Regions from separate parts of the Mus musculus genome. Here region 1 is linked to region 2. The links are chromatin contacts, called in public HiCAR-type maps. All regions are on one chromosome and are shown on one strand. The core of a region is the stretch at or near the end of the contact, and the rest is flanking DNA. Distances in the headings are between cores, read along the strand shown.

What was found. HiCAR-type assays count read pairs that join an accessible place to other places.
Region 1: a HiCAR-type map of embryonic stem cells shows a contact between it and region 2, with 5 times the contacts expected there. The contact joins the promoter of Tmem119 here to the enhancer-like site in region 2. A contact is called at or near these places in 8 of 39 promoter capture datasets (cranial neural crest, embryonic stem cells, frontonasal cranial neural crest and 4 more), 2 of 484 Hi-C or Micro-C datasets (regulatory T cells and thyroid gland) and 6 of 115 datasets of contacts at active chromatin or transcription factors (embryonic basal ganglia, embryonic hindbrain, embryonic midbrain and 2 more).

The regions. Positions count from the first base shown.
Region 1 is chr5:113,799,124-113,801,823 of GRCm38.p6, reverse strand. It overlaps Tmem119 (transmembrane protein 119), which reads left to right and starts at 1,428. Exons shown (of 2, transcript NM_146162.3): 1 at 1,428-1,524. It overlaps Gm42004 (a long non-coding RNA gene), which reads right to left and starts at 1,258. Exons shown (of 5, transcript XR_878692.2): 1 at 1,173-1,258.
Region 2 is chr5:113,345,451-113,348,150 of GRCm38.p6, reverse strand. No RefSeq gene overlaps it. Among named protein-coding and RNA genes, the nearest start is that of Mir7230, 9.2 kb to the right of the region's middle. Within about 2 kb of position 1,265, at least 9 of the 459 cell types and tissues checked have an H3K27ac peak or open chromatin away from gene starts, as enhancers often do. A contact at or near this core is called in embryonic stem cells, where this site is marked.

The sequences.
Region 1 (2,700 bases), core at 179-2,678, 450 kb before region 2:
AGTCTTGGCGCACACAGCTCTAGAAGCCTGTGAGTTCCTAGAGGCAGGTCTGTGTCTGTGTCTTGACTGGCTGGGTCCTGCTCAGCTCTGTCTGATCTTCAGTGTCAGGGTGTGTCAGCCATTTACTGAAACAAACAAGTGAATGAGTGAGTGAATGAATGAATGAGTGGATGAGTGAGTGAGTGGATGAGTGAGTGAATTAATGAGTGAGTGGATGAGTGAGTGAATGAATGAATGAGTGAGTGAGTGAATGAGTGAGTGAATGAATGAGAGGACGAGTGAGTGGATGAGTGAGTGAGTGAATGAATGAGAGGATGAGTGAGTGAATGAATGAATGAGTGAGTGAATGAATGAGAGGATGAGTGAGTGAATGAATGAATGAGTGAATGAGTGAGTGAATGAATGAGTGGATGAGTGAGTGAGTAGATGAGTGAGTGGATGAGTAAATGAATGAATGAGTGGATGAGTGAGTGAGTGGATGAGTGAGTGAATGAATGAGTGAGTGGATGAGTGAGTGAATGAATGAATGAGTGGATGAGTGAGTGAGTGAATAAATAAGAGGACGAGTGAGTGAATGAATGAATGAGTGAGTGAATGAATGAGAGGATGAGTGAGTGAATGAATGAATGAGTGAGTGAATGAGTGAGTGGATGAATGAGTGAGTAGATGAGTGAGTGGATGAGTGAATGAATGAATGAGTGGATGAGTGAGTGAATGAATGAATGAGTGAGTGAATGACTGGATGAATGAGTGAGTGGATGAATGAATGAGTGAGTGCCAGGTCCCATGGATCAGTTACCTATGGTGCTTCAGGGTATTTGAACTCCCCACCCCCTCTCCACTTCTGTGGAATGGGCTCATAGCTTCTGCTCAAACTGCCCTACTAGGGCTTAGTGAGGTCTCAGAGTTCAGGATGTCAGTACCTCAGGGAGTACCCTGACCCCCTAAGAATGGAGAAACTGAGGCCAGGGGAGGAAGGGCCCGGGCAGTGCCTGATCTCAGCATCCCCAGGTTTCCCTGAGACACCCCCACTCCCACTCTGCACCCTAAGCTTGGAAATCCTGAGTCACAGCTGGATTGGGCCACGCCACGGAGATTTTTTCCTTCCCACTTCCAGGGGCCCCAGATCTTCCTGACCTCATCCTTCAGGGAGTGTGGGGGATGGGACGGACCTCAGCTCAGAGTTCTGGGAACGTTCTCCTGGAAGCCCCTCTGTCTGTCAGTCTGTCTGAGCCTGCCCAGGGGACCTGAGGTCAAGAAGAAGCAAGCTTGGAGTGTGAAGAGGGTGGGACTGTGGGTGGCCCGGCATAGTCCCGCCCCACACTGTCCCCACCCCAAGCCCTCTTAATGAAATCAAGCTGGCCCTCCAGCCCAGCAGGGAGGAGGAAAGGGGAGGGCCTGGAGGCCGAGGCGGGCAGGCACCAGCCAGAGCAGCTGGCGGCAGACGGCAGGCAGACAGTCAGACCGTCTAGCGGGCCTGGCTTGCCTACCTGGCAGCTGCACCCGGTCCTTCACCCAGAGCTGGTAAGTCTCTGCCTCCTGCTGCTGGGGACTCTTGGAGAACTCCGCAGAATCCCTAAGTGTGCGTGCAATCTGTGTGTGTGTTTGAGGCCGTGAGCACCCATGTGATTAGATATGTGATTAGATGTGTGAGCATGGATGAAGGCGGCACGCGTGTAGTTGGGATGTAGAGAGGGTGCCAGGGCGACGTTTCCAGGGCCAGTGTGCTGCTGGTGTAAACTTGTATTGTCCCGTGTGTTGCGGTAGGCTGTGTTTGGGATGTCTGATGCACCACTTGGAATACTTGTGTGTGTGTGTGTGTGTGTGTGTGTGTGTGTGTGAGCTTATGTGTAGACTCTGAGACCTCAGGCTCCTTCCAAGCCTCTTCTTGAGGGACCAGGACCCTGTCCTTGCAGGCAGGCCCTGAGGGAATAGGCTAGGCATACAATGTTTCAGCCACAGCCCCCCCCCCCCCAGTCTCCTAATTGAAGCCAGGTTTCTGTGGCCTGCCTCTCCATCACTGGCCATCCGTTTCTGAGTGAGGGCTGGTAGAACAGAGGCTCTGGGTTAGCTGTCTCAGGTCCTTGGGTACCCAGTCCTTCCTTCGGGGTGGATTCGCCTCATCTGCATATTCATGGACATCTCAATTTAAAACAGAAGCTCTTAAGACAGAGGGTCTAGCAGGGAGAGCATACTGGACAAGTGCATCCACTTGCTAACATTTATTACATGCTAGGCACTGCTGTGACCTGTCCCCATTGCGCAGATGTGGAAACTGGAGCTCAAAGGGTTGACATGCCCAACCCTTTGGGAGGGTATAGTCGAGCTGTTCTGAGCCACCTCTCCATCAGGGGCTCTCTCTGTTGGGCAGGCTGTTTACAGTCTGACTGAGTTCCCTCTGGTGCGAATCCTGAGTGCTTGTATAGGAGCAGGCAGGCAAAGGACGTCTGGCACATCAGCAATCATTTCAGACCTGTTCAGGTCAGTTCTTCTGTTCCCCAGAGGGGAAACTGAGGCTTGGAGAATTTAAGGGTCCCATGACCATCTCCATGCAGACCTGAGTCCTCTTGTTTAGTCACCTGCTACCTTTCTCTGGGAGCAAGGAGAGACTGGGGGGGGGGGTGAAGTTCTGAGAGTAGGGGGTCTTGTTCTTCAGAGACAGGAATGGTTTCTGCTTCTTCTTCTGCACCCCTTTGGCTG
Region 2 (2,700 bases), core at 16-2,515:
ACAGGAGGGATTCTCCCAGCTACTGTCCTGTCCGGCTCAACGCAAAATAGGTTCAGACCATACCTGAAGTCCTTCAGGAGGAATCCAGTCAAGCAATTTGCTCACGCAAATTTGCATATAAAAAATGAGGCGATTCTGGACTTGAGGGCAATTTCGGATTCGGCTATTTGGAAAGACTGCACAACGGAATAACATCAGACTGTCACTTCGTCTCCCGGGAACAGGCTTGTCATAGTGAGGCTGCCCTAAGACATTCCCCCCCCACCCCCACCCCGATCCCGAGGACATTTTCCCAGAGGCACCTGACAGACATCTGTTGTGACAAAATGCTAGTGAGAACCAGCTACAAGACCAAGGGACTTAGTAGTTCATGGCGCCCAGGGCATTCTTCGGAGGGGCAGAGCTTAGAGGAGGCATTCTGCACAGGGGGCGGGGCTTAGAGAGAGGGCTGGGGCTCCCAGGGAGAGATATAGAGCGGCTGGGAAGAGTAGCTAGACTGACTCTGAATCCTCACCTCATGGCGTCTACACATCGGCTGTTTAGTGCTGCCCCATCCCCTGTTCTCCCCTCCAAGTCCCCCATGGATCGAGCAAGTGGAACGCAGGTGTCCAGGCTGAACTGAGTCCTACATGGTACAGACATCCGAAGTCCAAGGAGTCGGAGTTACTTCCTTCCTGTTCTGTTCCTTCTTCAGCCACCGCGCCATGCTAGACACTTTGCTATGTTGGAGGCAGGAAGACGCAAAAGACCTCTTGTCTTCGAGGCTCTTGTCTTCAGACTGGAAGTCACAGGTCAGCAGGGACAGACCCAGGTTTAGGACAGACTCGGGAGACTGCAGAGCGAGGAATCCACACAAGTGCGGTGGGGATAGGGATCCCTTCCTATGCTTCTAAAAGTCAACTGACAGTCAGCCTTTGGTGGGCTGCACGCCCACATCTTGTCTGGTCTAGAAACAGGTTTAAACTAGACAGTGACGCGATTCCCCCCAGGGTAGTCACAGGTAGATCCCCCATGCCCCCGCGCCCCCGTGGTCATTCTTTTTGCTGGGAGGGCAGAGGGCATGGGCACGGTGAGGTCATCACTGATAGCGGCTGATAGACCTCTTGTGTGATCCAGACAACATGGTGTTAGCATTGCCTCTGGAATGCTTCGGATCACCATTCCCAATCCCGTGTCCTACTCATGGGTGGAGGGATCTGGGCCCTGCACCATCGCTGCTGCGCAGGTCCTATCTCTTCCTCATGACTCAGGCTTTGCCTGGGCTCAGCCCCGGGGCAGCCTGTTTAGGTCCAATGAGTATCTGCCAAATGCTCACATGGGAGGGCCTCTCTCAGATGTGGGAAGAGTTCTTACTCAGAGGGACACTCAAGCCCCTTGGGACCCACACGGTAGAAGTTAGGGGTAACTGCTGGGGCTCTGCTGCAGGGTCAGGAGCAAGGGGCAGGGCTCCTGCAGACAGCACCATGCCCCTCCCCCTCCCCACTAGCTCCCAAGGTCTGGTCACACCTAGACAAGAGTTTTCCGGGCCCTGGTCACCCCTCTGTTAAACTGGGCCTGCTGGGAATCCCTCCGGGCCTGGATGCTGACACCTCACTGTCCCGAAGCAGCACACGTGTATGTGCCTCAGGAGCACTAGTGAACCCAAGAGTGATCAGCTAGTCCTCTGCAGGGAGCACGGGGAGAGTGGCCACATTTCTAGTTTATCCTTGAACTCCTGTCTCCACTGCTCAGCTTGGCAATCGCTACCCTCTCTATTGCTTGGACTTACTTCAGTCATTACCCAGTTTTCAGTTAATCCAGACACCAGTGGACAGCCTTGATCACACTAACCGCCCTTTAAGTTTCCCATACAGGGAGATGCCGTCGGTGCCTAGATCCACAATTCGAAAACACAGAGGACGTTCATAGAGGGCTCTCAAGCTTCTAATCTCAATCTGCCTCGGGGCCTGCACCCCGTACTCTGAGCCCAAATAGTGTCCGCCACAGTTGGAATTCAACGCTGCTAGAATTGATACGGAGGATTCGGGGGCCCTGGGGAGTGGAGGAGGGTAGGTTTGAGGGGGCGATTGCTGCAGCTTTTGTGTTGAGGGTTGGTCTAATGATGCTTGTATTATGTTAATCTAACTAAGTCTTTCAAAATGCAGGAGAAACCGCAGGGAAGGAACCCTACCCTCGGTTGGTTTTGATTGGTAAATAAAGTTGCTGGCGGCCAATGGCTGGGCAAAGACAAGGGCAGGGCTTTTAGGAGTCCCCGGCAAGTTGGGGGATGAGGATGAAGGGTGGGAACGGGGACAGAGAGCACAGCCTTCATGTAAGAGCTGGGACTCAGCCCAAGAGGGCTGCACATCTGGGTTTGGGGCGGCCAAGATGGAATACAGGTTTTAGTTAAAATTTGGGATTATCGGAAGGTGGATTAGCCACGTGGAGGTTAGGGAGTGGCGCAGCCTTTGAATATGTCGAATCAAAAGGCTGAGGGTGCATCTCTTGTTAGGGAATAGAAAGCATTGGGGTGGGTAGCAGGAACTCGACGCCGCCCCCGCCGCCCCCGCCGCCCCCACCGCCGGGATCTTATTGAGTGGTGTTAACTGGGTGCTGCTACACTCTTGTCTTTTGTTTGCGGGTTTCCGACTCCCGATGAGAGCAAGAGTAAGCAATGTCTTGCTAAAGGCTTTCAACTGACTCTCAGACCCTGGGAGGGTC